Regions from separate parts of the Mus musculus genome. Here all the other regions are linked to region 3. The links are chromatin contacts, called in public HiChIP or PLAC-seq maps. All regions are on one chromosome and are shown on one strand. Each heading gives the region's core, a stretch centred on a gene start, on an enhancer-like site or on the middle of the called end of the contact. The rest is flanking DNA. Distances are from core to core; before and after follow the strand shown.

What was found. HiChIP or PLAC-seq counts read pairs in DNA pulled down with a chosen protein or histone mark.
Region 1: an H3K27ac HiChIP or PLAC-seq map of neural progenitor cells shows a contact between it and region 3, with 2.4 times the contacts expected there. The contact joins the enhancer-like site here to the promoter of Cpped1 in region 3. A contact is called at or near these places in 4 of 39 promoter capture datasets (the C10 cell line, epiblast stem cells, hippocampal neurons and 1 more), 1 of 15 datasets of contacts at CTCF or cohesin (the NIH/3T3 cell line), 7 of 115 datasets of contacts at active chromatin or transcription factors (astrocytes, bone marrow-derived macrophages, embryonic forebrain and 4 more) and 1 of 9 other capture datasets (adipose tissue).
Region 2: an H3K4me3 HiChIP or PLAC-seq map of bone marrow-derived macrophages shows a contact between it and region 3, with 4 times the contacts expected there. The contact joins the enhancer-like site here to the promoter of Cpped1 in region 3. A contact is called at or near these places in 5 of 39 promoter capture datasets (the 3T3-L1 cell line, the C10 cell line, embryonic stem cells and 2 more), 5 of 115 datasets of contacts at active chromatin or transcription factors (the SCID.adh cell line, bone marrow-derived macrophages, large pre-B cells and 2 more) and 1 of 9 other capture datasets (embryonic stem cells).

What each region holds. Positions count from the first base shown.
Region 1 is chr16:11,623,895-11,628,320 of GRCm38.p6, reverse strand. All of the region lies in intron 15 of Snx29 (sorting nexin 29), which reads right to left. Among named protein-coding and RNA genes, the nearest start is that of Gm32100, 42 kb to the right of the region's middle. Within about 2 kb of position 1,915, at least 28 of the 459 cell types and tissues checked have an H3K27ac peak or open chromatin away from gene starts, as enhancers often do. A contact at or near this core is called in neural progenitor cells, where this site is marked.
Region 2 is chr16:11,651,074-11,655,184 of GRCm38.p6, reverse strand. All of the region lies in intron 16 of Snx29 (sorting nexin 29), which reads right to left. Among named protein-coding and RNA genes, the nearest start is that of Gm32100, 69 kb to the right of the region's middle. Within about 2 kb of position 2,299, at least 58 of the 459 cell types and tissues checked have an H3K27ac peak or open chromatin away from gene starts, as enhancers often do. A contact at or near this core is called in the SCID.adh cell line, bone marrow-derived macrophages, hematopoietic stem and progenitor cells and 2 more, where this site is marked.
Region 3 is chr16:11,908,101-11,912,360 of GRCm38.p6, reverse strand. Cpped1 (calcineurin-like phosphoesterase domain containing 1) reads left to right here and starts at 2,938. Exons shown (of 4, transcript NM_146067.3): 1 at 2,938-3,095. The coding sequence starts at 3,026. All of the region lies in intron 2 of Gm9961 (predicted gene 9961), which reads right to left.

The sequences.
Region 1 (4,426 bases), core at 666-3,165, 280 kb after region 3:
AAACAGACACTTTTTGGTTAAGATCGAGACAAGCCCCAAATTTCAGTAGCAACTGAAGCTCTTCTAGTGACAACCAGGAACGCGTCTCAGATGCCTCAGGATCCATCTGAGGTGAAAGTCACACACTGTGTCTTCTGGTCCTGTCTGCCGTAGCTGTTGGGAAAACTGGAGTTCTTTGTGAACAGCACATGGTGCCAGCCTAGTTAAAATAAACCTGGCCAGTGCCAGCTGCCCCTGCAGAGCTGCATTCCAACCTCTAGGAGGCTTTAGACATCTAGTGCTCCTTCCTACAGGGTAGGCCACCATTCCGTACAGAATAGACCACTGCAAGGTGATACACCTCAGTGTCAGGGTCAGACGAGGCAGGGCAGAGATTTGAACCCATGCCTTGGTAGCCTTTGCAGTGATAGCTGCATAAACAGTTGAAGTATGGTAAGAACTAACCCCTTTTATGGTAAGAAATGCAGGTTTGTCTTTCATGGAACAGGTTAATAGCCCACGACCAAGTAAGTTATCATGATTACTTGGTAGGTTCCATTCTGAGAAATGCAGATTTATCCCTCCTTACACCCCAATTGAAATGGGAGGGGTCTGATCTGAGCTATATGGTTTACTTGACAGACAGAGACCACTAAGACACAGGTGTCAGTAAGTGTCACTACCTGTCTGAACTGCTGCCACAGGGTCCCCAGTGTTAACCTTCACTCTTCATGGTGCAGCCTTACAGGGAATCCACAAGCAAGCCTCTTGAAAAGGGGACAAGCAGCCTCTCTTTCAGCCCAGAGGACACCTATGCCTGGTGGTGTGCAAAATCCAAGCATCCAGAAATCCAAATAGCAGGTAAAACTGGTACTTTCATCATGGTGTCTGAGAAACTGATCAAGAGAAAGCAAGCCAAAACAGCCAGGAGCTTCAGCCCTGTGCTGAGCTCAGGGCCTTTTGCCTCAAGAGAATGAAGGAGGCTCCATGCAGCTGCATGGGTCTGCAGTAAGCAAAGGACCATCATCACAGACTGCCAGGACAGCTCACAACACAACCGTTCCACAGCTCCAACTAGACCCACCCTATCCTCTCCCCTCAGTTGCTGTGACCTTGGACAACTTACTTTCTTCTCATTTAGGTTCAGTCTTGTTTTTAAAACAGCAGAAATAACAACACAAGTTTCAGAAGGCTTACAAGGTGCTAATCAGTTAATCTTCCAGAAAGCTACAGAAGGGGTTATTTCATAAATGCTATCTATTGCTACTTGTTTTAGTTAGGATTTTACTGCTGTGAACAGACACCATGACCAAGGTAACTCTTATAAGAACATTTAACTGGGGCTGGCTTACAGTTTCATAGGTTCAGTCCATTATCATCAAAGTGAGAGCATGGCAGCATCCAGGCAGGCATGGTGCAGGAGGAGCTGAGAACTCCGCATCTTCATCTGAAGGCTGCTTGCAGAATATTGGCTTCTAAGCAGCTAGGAGTAGGGTCTTAACGCCCACACCCACAGTGACACACCTACACCAACAAGGCCACACCTACTCCAGCAGGGCCACACCTTCTAATAGTGTCACTCTCTGGTCTGAGCATATACAAACCATAACACTACTCTTCAGATAGACATCCACCAGTGTTACCCAGCAGTACCCTGGTTCTGTAAGACCAATGCCCTCTATTTCTCTCAGGTCTGCTTCACTCCCTCACTCATTGCCAGACTAAACCTGGGCAAACACCTTAGAACCCTCCTACCCCGATCTTCCAGCTGATGCATGGTACTTGTAACAGAGCCTGAAGGATGGTCAATATGAGTCTTTAGAATGAGCTAAATGCCAGAGTGGGCCTGTCAGTTGCCCAGTGGATGAGCCCGTTAAAAGACTGGGGCTAGCTGAGATGTGCCCAGGGGGCATCTGCCTTTTCCCTTCCTCCTCCTGATCCACCTGCTCCTCAGGCTTGAAAAGACTTTCTGTGCTGGGAAGAAGATGAGGCCCTGCAGAGCTGACAACCATCCCAGGATCCTTAGAAATCAATAGTAGCTCTTTGTGAACAAGCCCAGAATGGCTGGCAGAGCTTTTGAAAGGAAAGTCCAGACAAGGCTTTTAAAGTAATTCTTGACCCATTTTCACAGGCCTGGCTGAATGTGGTGTTTTATGCTTGTAATGGGTTCTAATTACCACCATTGTGTGGAGCCAAGTAAACTGTGTGCTGAATTAACAGAAGGGCTCTCCCTTCCCCTCCACTGACCCTCCCAAAACTGTTCCAGTAAGAATACACTTTGTAAGGGCTTAAGGCCCTAAGAAGCAAGGAAGGCCAATGTGGCTGGCTGACCTCTGTGCTCTCTATCAGGACTGTGAACAGTCCAGGAGGCACATTGTCTACCTGCATGCATGATGACTGGCTACCAGCACAGTGCCCTATCCCTGTTGGCAAGCTTTGTGAGACATGGGTCTTAGTGCCCACTGCTGTCTTAGTGTCCACTACTATAGCAATCCCTATGTGGTTTCAGACTTCAGATCTCTGCCCTGTAAAACAAGAGCAGCACTATTGGAATCCAGTATGATGTCTGAGGCCTCAGGGGCTGCCACAAAACAGCATCTTATATGTACATAATAGCCTCTGTGGAGCCTGCCATTTTTGACGTATAGCAAATGCTACAACCCAGCAGCTATTATTACTGAGGAGTCAGGAACTGTATTAGGGAGAGGATGGATAGTGGATGGATGGATGGATGGATGGATTGATGGATGGATGGATGGATGGATGGATGGTGGATGGATGGATGGATGGATGGTGGGTGGGTGGATGGATGGTGGATGGTGGATGGGTGGGTGGGTGGGTGGATGGGTGGGTGGATGGGTGGGTAGGGGGGTGGATGGATGGATGGGTGGATGGATGGTGGATGGATGGATGGGTGGATGGATGGATGGATGGTGGGTGGATGGGTGGATGGGTGGGTGGATGGGTGGGTGGGTGGGTGGATGGATGGATGGATGAATGGATGGATGGAAAAAGCTTGGAGGGAAATAAACTGCAATTTGAGTAGAGCTTTGTTGGGGAACGCTGCAGGAAGACGCACAGATGAAGGAGCAGGGATGCAGGACCCTCATCTGGTCAGCGGCAACCATTCTCTAATTGTAATGTATCCTCCCCCTCTTCCTCCTTGCCTCCTCATTGCTTCTGTACAGCCCAAGGAAATTAAAAAGAAACTACTGAAGGATTTCTGAAGTTTGAATGTGGATTGACTAATAGTGTCCCTCTGTGTGCCTGGCTCAGCTGCTGAGCTCAGAGCTGCTCAGCTCCAGTCTTCTCCACCCCAAGGGTAAACCCGCCCCCACCACTGTCACTCTGAAGCACATTGCCGAGGACATTTCCTCATAGCTGACACTTTTCAAAGGCTTTCAGCACAGGAGGAACTTAAGCACCAGGATGGGCTTTAGGAAGCAGCCATGTTGTTCTCTCATTGGGCATCTACATTCTAGCTTTCAGCTCCATTCAACGGGTATGGAGGATAAGCTTACAGAGGCATAAGAAAGTCAAAACTAATGGCTTAGGAGTACATGCACAGCAGGACCCAGAACCCCTTCTCATCCACTCCCTTGCGGTGCAATGCCCAATGTATCATGCTGCTCCATTCTGGAATTATCTTCTCATTCACTTATTCAGCCATGAATTTGTCTTCAGTCAACAAATGTCTACTAAGTCAATATATGCTAAGCCTGGTTCTGCATGTCAGTGGATCAGAACCTGACTCAGAGTGCTGGCATGCAGTGTGGCCAAAGGCACAGCAGAAGCTCTGAGGCCTCTGGAAGCATTGAAGACACTCAATTAGTATGGGGAAGGGCCCAGGAGATGTGACAATAAGCTGAGGGTTGAGGGCAGGACAAGAGCTGCCCTACAGAGACAGGCCCAACCCCAGGCCACTCCCCAGCATGCCTCCTGCCTGGTCTCATTCTATGAGGCATGGGCTCCAGCCTGCTGATCAGGTTTTAAGTCTTTGAGAGAGGACTTCAGAGAAGCCAGTCCCACGTAGGGGTCCACCTAGGACTACTAATTATTATTCTAGGGAATGAGTTACCAGGCCCAGAGAGTTATGTAAGGTGTACATGCCCCTGAGCTCCAGGACTTCTCTAGAAAACATTTCACCCTCGAGGACTGCTTACACATTAATTTTGCAGGACACTGGAAAGCCCAGGCTCTTTATAAAAAGATCTAAACTTTAAAATCATGTGGCTCTTTGTCATATTTGACTGTCTTCCAGAAGTTGGGAGAGGCTGGGTGCATTTTTAATCATATTTCTTTGGAAGGAATACACACAGACCTCCTGAATATTTCAACCACAGCTCAATAAATTAGGCCTAAGTTTCAAAGGAGAGATACTAAATGAAAAACATTAACTTTTATGAACATCAAGACTGCTTTTCTCCCCTAAGAATGCCTTCCTCAT
Region 2 (4,111 bases), core at 1,050-3,549, 260 kb after region 3:
GCTTCCCACTTGAAAAAATGTTCAACATCCTTATCATCGGGGAAATTCAAATCAAAACAACCCTGAGATTCCACCTCTCACCAGTCAGAATGACTAAGATCAAAAATTCAGGTGACTGCAGATGCTGGAGAGGATGTGGAGAAAGAGGAACACTCCTCCATTGCTGGTGGGATTAAAAGCTTGTACAACCACTCTGGAAATCAGTCTGTTGGTTCTTCAGAAAACTGGACATAATACTACCACTAAATCCAGCAATACCTCTCCTGGGCATATACCCAGAAGATGTTCCAACTGGTAATAAGGACACATGTTCCACTATGTTTATAGCAGCCCTATTTATAATAGCTAGAAGCTGGAAAGAACCCAGATGTCCCTCAACAGAGGAATGGATACAGAAAATGTGGTACAGCTACACAATGAAGTACTACTCAGCTATTAAAAACAATGAATTTATGAAATTCTTGGACAAATGGATGTATCTGGAAGATATCATCCTGAGTGAAGTAACCCAATCACAAAAGAAATCACTTGATATGCACTCACTGATAAGTGGATATTAGCCCAGAAACCTAGAATACCCAAGATACAACTTCCAAAACACAAGAAAATCAAGAAGGAATACCAACGCGTGAATACTTCATTCCTCCCTAGACTAGGGAATAAAATATCCATGGAAGGAGTTGCAGAGACAAAGTTTGGTGCTAAGACAAAAGGATGGACCATCCAGAGACTGCCCCACCCGAGGGTCCATCCCATAATCAGCCACCAAACGCAAACACTATTGCATACGCCAGCAAGATTTTGCTGAAGGGACCCTAATATAGCTGTCTCCTGTAAGGCTTTGCCAGTGCCTGGCAAATACAAAAGTGGATGCTCACAGTCATCTATAGCATGGAACACGGGGCCCCCAACATGGAGCTAGAGAAATTACCCAATTAGCTGCAGGGGTCTGCAACCCTATAGGAGGAACAACAATATGAACTAACCAATACCCCCAAAGCTCGTGTCTCTAGCTGCATATGTAGCAGAAGATGGCCTAGTCCGCCATCATTTGGAAGATAGGCCCCTTGGTATAGCAAACTTTGTATGCCCTAGTACAAGGGAACTCCAGGGCCAAAAAGAGGGAGTGTGGGTGGGTAGGGGAGCAGGGTGGGGGTGGGGGTAGATATAGGGGACTTTTAGGATAGCATTTGAAATGTAAATGAAGAAAATATGTAATAAAAATGTGGGAAAAATAAAAATAAAAATAAATAAATAAATAAATAAATGAATGAATAAAAGGGTTGAGGTGTATCTCAGTGACAGGGTGCTTGCCTAGCCTGTATAAGATCTGAGTTCAATCCCAGAGTGCTTAAAAAATATATAGAGTAAGCAATATAAATATAAAACATAGTCACAAGCTGCTTGAATGTCAGGAACAATGAGAAGAACATTTTGGGAGAGCTAGTGGCAAAAACTGAGGCTTGGAAATGGGCTTACAGTGCAGGTTCAGAGAGGCTACCATATACTTTTCAGCCATTTGAAACCATTGGAGTTTTATGCCTGAGTGCAAACTTATGAGATTTCTTGGTTGGTCTTATAAAGGATACAGAACATAGGAAGCAGAACTAAGGTAGGAGGCTGCGATAGCCTTCAGGCAAAAGTATGGTCACGGCCGAGGCCATGAAAGGAATAGAGAGGAAGGAAGGGATTGTCTCAGAATATTGGAAGTTACAAATCTGGGGCCATGGGGATCAACTAGATAGATGCAAAGGAATGATTCCCTGAGTCTCTAGCTTGAGGACATAGTGGGATAGGCTCTATTCTGTGAGGTGGAGAACACTGTAAGTTAATATGAAATAAAACTATGTTCACCTTCAAAAAAAAAAAGAAAAGAAAAGAAAAGAAGAATTGGAGCTTCCATCTAGGAAGCAGATACAAGCCAGGTCTGTTCAGTTCTCTAATGAAAATGAAAATGAAACCAGCTAAAGGTGGAGTCCTGAGGCTTTCGTGTAAGGAAGGCTGGAAGAGACTAGAAGGTGTGCCTTGAAGAGAGAGAGCAGCCCAGCTGTGGAGACAGGAGCAGGAGTGAGTGGGAGCCTGAGTCTTGACCTAAGTGGCTTCACACCAAATGTTAGCCTGCCTTCTTCCTAGTCCCAAGGTCCTGAGCAAATCAGTTCTGAGATACACTGTGATGGACAGATTCAGAATCATCTAGATTGGTGAGGCACACCTTTGGGTGTGCTTGTGAGGGATTTTCTAGAAGCAGTTAGCTGAGAGCTCTGTGTACAGAAGATTCAGGAAGCAGACAGACTTCTGCCTTGTCACTGGGCAGACTCCACTCTCACAAGGCAGCACCAAGTTCCTCACTTGTCCAAGGTCTTACTGGACTGGGCTCTTGTGTCACATTGCTGTTTTTGTGACTATCACTTTCTGTAGGTAGCTGGAAAGAGCTGATATAACATATTCAGAAGGCAGGAGGCTGCAAGTACCGAGATCACTTAAAAAACAAAACAAAAAAAAAAAGCCATCCTTTAAGAAGGAACCTTTTGCCAAAATTTACCTAGAAGCAACAAGCCCACACCATCTAAAATGTTTGCCAGAGATCATCCCTCAGGCAGCAGGTGGTAGCTCAGTGGTAGAGCATTTGCCAGCATGGAGAAGGCCCTGTATTCCATCCCCAGTATAAACCAAAACCAAATCTCAAGTGTCCTTGATTATAGAAGTTAAAATATATAAACTATTCAACTATTTTAACAATGTTAGCTACAGAAAAAGGCCATGTAAGGAGGCATCTTAAAACAATTTTTAAAGAGAGCAAGAGAGTGAGAGAGCATGCACTATCCTAGATAATATACAACAAGCAGTTGACAGGAGCTGTCACTGCCAACAGGTGGAGAGTGAGCTTGAGAGCCTCAGCTTCCGTAAGATGGAATGAGCCATCTTCTGAGATGCTTCTCGAGAATGAGTTGACTTTCTCTACATTATGCAAAGATCTATGAGACAGATCTGGTTCAGATGCAAGCCTAACTCAACTAGGGCACCAACATGGAGAGGTGAGACCTACCTAGTACCTGTGCCTGCTTTTGCATCCAAAACCTGCAGATGTGAAACTCAAGGTATTGATGGCAAACGTGCCCCGTGGACCTGGGGTAGAACTGGGCCACCATTCATCACTACAGCCATTTTGTGGTGGTGTTGTTTTGAGATAGGTTCTCATGTAGCCCAGGCTGGCCTTGAGTTCTCCATATAGACGAGGATGACCTTGAACTTTTGATCCTCCTGACTCTGCCTTTCCAGGGCTGATTTATGCAGTACTGGCAATGGAAGCTAGGCCTTTATGCATGTTCAGCAAGCACTCTGTCAAGTGAGCTACATTTCCAGCCTCTTAGAATGCATTTTGAAACACAGTACTACCAGTTAAAAACCTTAAATAAAAGTGTGATAGCTACTCAAAGTGTACTTTGATAAAAGTTTAATAGCATACATAAAAGCTTGGTCTTTTTCAAAAGCAATGAGGGAATACACGTGGCCAGTATGGTCTCTAAGTGTAAGAATGTGTGTGTGTCAATACTGTTAGAACAAAATACAACTAGAAGATGACAGCAAATTCAGATGAGGCTGAACTACCTATTTTAAGCACTTCTGCAGTATTCTGTAATGATGGTATTTCCATTGATACACATTGTAGGATAATCTGTGTATCTATCATATTATTAAGGTAAATATTCTTTCTCCAGCTTCTTCTGGCCCTCTTGCAGCTTACTAAGTTACAGAGAGTCGGATGGGAGAGATTTTGCCTTCAGAGTCACTGGAACATGTGGGATGGGCCAAGACAGAGCCAGGACTATGAAGCCATGCGCCCTGCTCCTCACCCCAGTGGCACAGAAGTGCAGTACAGACAGACACAACCAGCACTGAGTGATGGAGGAGCAGCTCTCAGCCACTGCTCCTCCTTGAATCTTCTCCCAGGGCCTGAGGCTAGGGACAGCTGTTCAGGCCTGAGGAAGGGCTTATTGGCTGTAAGGATACCAGGCAGCAGTGCATTAGAGCTACCATCTTAAAGACAGCATCCCCAGAAAGTGTACCTCAGAAGAGCCTCTCAGTGTGCTCGTTCCACAAAGCAGACACC
Region 3 (4,260 bases), core at 1,689-4,188:
CATCAAGAGCAAGGAGAAAGCAACTGTGCTGGCTTGAATGGGAATGGCCCCATAGGCTCATATATTTGAATGTTTGGTCATCAGGAAGTGACGCTATCTGACAGGAATTATGAGGTGTAACCTTGTTGGAGTAGGTGTAGCATTGTCGGCGAAGTGTGTCAATGAGGGTGGGCTCTGGGCTTCCAAAAGCTCAAGGCAGGCCCATTGTCTTTCTCTCTTCCTGCTGCCTATAGATCTGGATATAAGACTCTCAGCTACTTTTCCAGCACCATGTCTGCCTGTGTGCTGCCACGATCATTGCCATGAAGATAATGGACTAAACTTCTGAGACTGTAAGCAAGTCCCTATTAAATGTTTGCCTTTGTAAGAGTTGCTGTGGTAATGGTGTCTCTTCACAGCAATAGAACACTGACTAAGACAGTAACTAATACAAGGTCTGCCACACTATGGAAAGTAAAAGTGCAAATAAAAACTCATGGAAAATCATCGATTCAGAAGTAATCAGAGCAAAGCTTGACCTGGCCCTATAGCCTACTAAAGTGACATAACATCACAGAGCCTCACCAAGAATACTGCTGACCTTAGACAAGGCACTTTTCCGTACATCAGGCCTCAGCTTCTTATCTGCATTCTAGAATGTTTCAATTGGTTCTAGCCACAGACACCTTGAGGAAGAGCTGGCTCCACTACTACCCAAACTACATTCTGAGGACAGAAAAGTCTATTACCCTATAAGGACACTCATGGGGTGGGATGGCATACCAGCTAGTGACTGTCACCCTTCTAAAATCTACCCCTCTCCTCCCACCCCACTCCTGGTAACAGTTTTCTATTTAGAAGACCACATTTCAAAGGTGCTGTGCAAAGAAAGAACTAGATCCATATATTTAATGAGTTGAGAGACTTGTGGATACAAAAATTACTGCCTGAGATGTAGGCTAGGGCTGAGTCCCTCGGAAGTATCAGGGCTTTGGCTCTCAGCCATTCACTTTCACTTTGCCCATTTCGTCAGATCCCTCCTCATGTCCAGGTTGTATGTGGCAAATAGAGGTATGATGATTAATAATTACCATGGCTAATATACTTACTACTTGCCACTGCAACTGTTACTTTAAGCAGTTTGACATACAAATCCATCAACTCTTGTTACTTTGTTCACGACTATGGCAGAAACGGATCAGAGAAAGGTTTTTATGTTGCAGATGCTTGCACAGGAACTTAGCCAAACATCACAAAGATGTATGGCACAGGAGCTTCTCACCTCAAGAAGGGCAAGCGGCACACTGTCACAGGAAGTGTTTAGGAACAAGATTATCTCCAAGACACGCCTTCCAAAGACCTTTATTCTTTAACCTGGAATCACCTTCTAAAGTTCTCTGAACCTCCCAAACCACTGCCATTTGTTAAGTTTTAAACCCAGGACATGGGTGAGGTGCCAGTTTAGCACATCAAAGTGGACCTGGCCTCCAGGTTCTTCCAGCAGCCTCAGTTCCTACCTGATATAGGGTATGGCTGGCATATCCCACCCTTTACCCTGAACACTCCAGCCCAGAGGCTGGGCTGCCCTTCCCCCCCCCCCCAGGGGCTCTTCCCTATATAGTCCAGACATTTTGTTACCCAGCCTTTTTGTACCTTTGGCCTCCTGGCTGCTGCACCTGGTTCTTTTCTTCCCTCCTTCTCCTTACCCCTTCCCCTTGCCCAGTATTAGATTTTCACAGATGTCTCAGCTTTTGGCTACACTCTCCCACAGATAAGCTTTCTCCTCCACCACACCTAGGGGGAATTCATATCCTTTCCCTTCCTTTTTATTTCTTTTTCTTTCGTTCACAACTAGCTGGGGACAACTTCCAACATGAGCCTACGGGAGACATCTTATGTGCAAATTACAACATCATCTAACTTTCTCACCAACCCAATAACCCTAGGTATTGTTATTGTTCTCATTTGACAGGTAGGAAAACTGAGGTGCAGAGCAACTAATTTTTAAGATCATACCTAAAGTAAGTGGTAGTATTAGGATAAACCCAAGTAGCTGAGACACAAGCTCATTTGTATTTCTGTCCTAAATTGCTAGGACTTATATCTGACTCTAGTTCAAGGTCATGGGACATCATCCTAGCTCTGTTAACCATACGAACATTTCAGGCTTACACTTGTTGAGAAGAAAATTTAGCAACTTGGCAGATCCTAGGAATTCCCCTGTAGTGCTTAATAAATGTATCCTCTTTTTGGAGATCTGAATTTAACATTTTCCACCTCGAAATCTGGATTGCTACCAAGTGTGAGGGTTGTAGTCCAGTGTAACGGCTTTTGAGTTGGATAGATTTTGTCTTGCTCACCTGCAGCTCTTAGCTTTCAGGAGTTGTGTCTCTCTCTGAGTGTCAGTTTCCCCATCTGACAAGTGCAGTCAATGAGGTAACAAGCAAAACACAAAGTACTTCGGGCAATGCCTGTTACCCAGCAACAACAGTGACAGAATGACAGTGGCAATGTCCAGGCAGTCAAGATGCCTTAAAGACTCTTGAGATTATGGTGGGCAGTTTGGAAGGGTTGCAACATAAAACTTAGGACATCAAATTGAAATGGAATTTCAGATAAACAATATTTTAAAAATAACTGCTTAAGTATCTCCCAAATACTGCATGAGATATATTTAAGCTAAACGTGGGTTTTGTTGGGTTTTTTTGTTTGTTTGTTTTTGTTTTGTTTTTTCCTATTCTTGTTAACCTGAAATCCCAAATTATGAAGCGGCCCGATGCGTGTTACATAAGACAACTCCAGGCCTCAAAGCCTCAACCCCCAGTCTGTTCCAGTGAAAGTTGGATCCTGACCCCGGGAGGATCCCACTAGGGGTGGCAATCTCCGTGTTCTGCCCAGGCAGTACTAGCAGCACCCAGAGCGGCCCCGCCCCGCCCGGCCCTCCTGGAGGGCAGGTTCCAGAAGCTGTTCCAGGCGGGGCTGCCGGGTGGTGTGGAGTCGCTCCCTCCTCTCACAGAACGTGCCCAGGCAAGGCCAGTCGCTCGCCATGTCCGCTATGGAGGCGGCGGATGTTTTCCACAGAGCCCGGGGCAGGACCCTGGACGCGTTTTCCTCAGGTACTGCTTGGCTCTTCGCCTGGGAAGGGGGGCACTCCAGAGCTGCAGAACCTTCCGCGAGGGGAACCTTCCGGTCGCGGGCGCTCACTTCTATCCGGATCCCTTCGTGGGTTGCACACAGCACCGGGGACCGTTGTCGGAGTTGTTCCTCCCTCGCAGTGTTGGGTGCTTCGCTGGCCTTGACTTGACCTTGCAAACCACAAACTTAAAAAATAAAGCAAACAAACTAAACAGAAGCGGGGCGGAGGTGGCAGAGAAGTGAATGACTGCTTGGGCTCTGCTACGGGGCCTGTCTTCTCTCTTCCTTGGCAAGCTTCTGCGGGGCAGCTGACAAGCGCTGTGTGTGTCAGGGGCTGTCAATTGTAGTGAGAGTGTTTTTATATCCAGTTGCTTACTGTAACCGTAGAAAGGGAAGGCATTCTGGTCCAGGTAGCGTTCTTGGAAGTTGGGCTTAGATAATCTGACCCAGTCTTGCCTCAAAGGGAGCGTTGTTAACACATCAGACTATTTCTGTAACCTTGGGTGTGGAACACATGCTGGGTGTTAAGCAAATGATAGGCCCCAGCAACTCAGAGGATACCGGATTGGTTCCTGTTTCCCTGTGTTTCCTTTGGATCTTTGGGGTTGATTCTTCTCTGGCACTTGGCTTAGAATCACAGGAACGCTCGCCTTGTTATCCAGCCTCTAATTTGCCTGAACTGCTCTGAAAAAAGAATCAGGCCCGTTCCAAACCCGGAGGGCCTTGGCACCTGCTCTCCTCTGCTCACCTGGTGGGACTTGGAAGTCTGGCACCTTCTCAGCCTTCACATCCTATTTTCAGGTTCATTTCCTCAGACTTACCTCTGCCTAGCTAGCCAAAGAAGATCAATCCTACAGTTCTCTGCTAGGCCTTTGTTTCTTTTCCCCTCCTTGCAGTTCAAGGTTCTGCACAGGTGCGCACAGCCAAAAATCCACTGATGGTGGACTGGGGAAAGTCCAGTCTGCAGTGTTGCCATTTTCTACAGATTTTAATGTGTCTTAGGTTTTTGTTTGTTTGTTTTCCCAGCCTACATGTTTTTGAGATGCCTCCTATTCTAAGTAGTTCTCCTTCCTTCCTTCCTTCTGAACAGTATCCCATTGATTGCGCATTCGTGCTGTATGTTTTGTTAATGGATGTGCTGAGTTT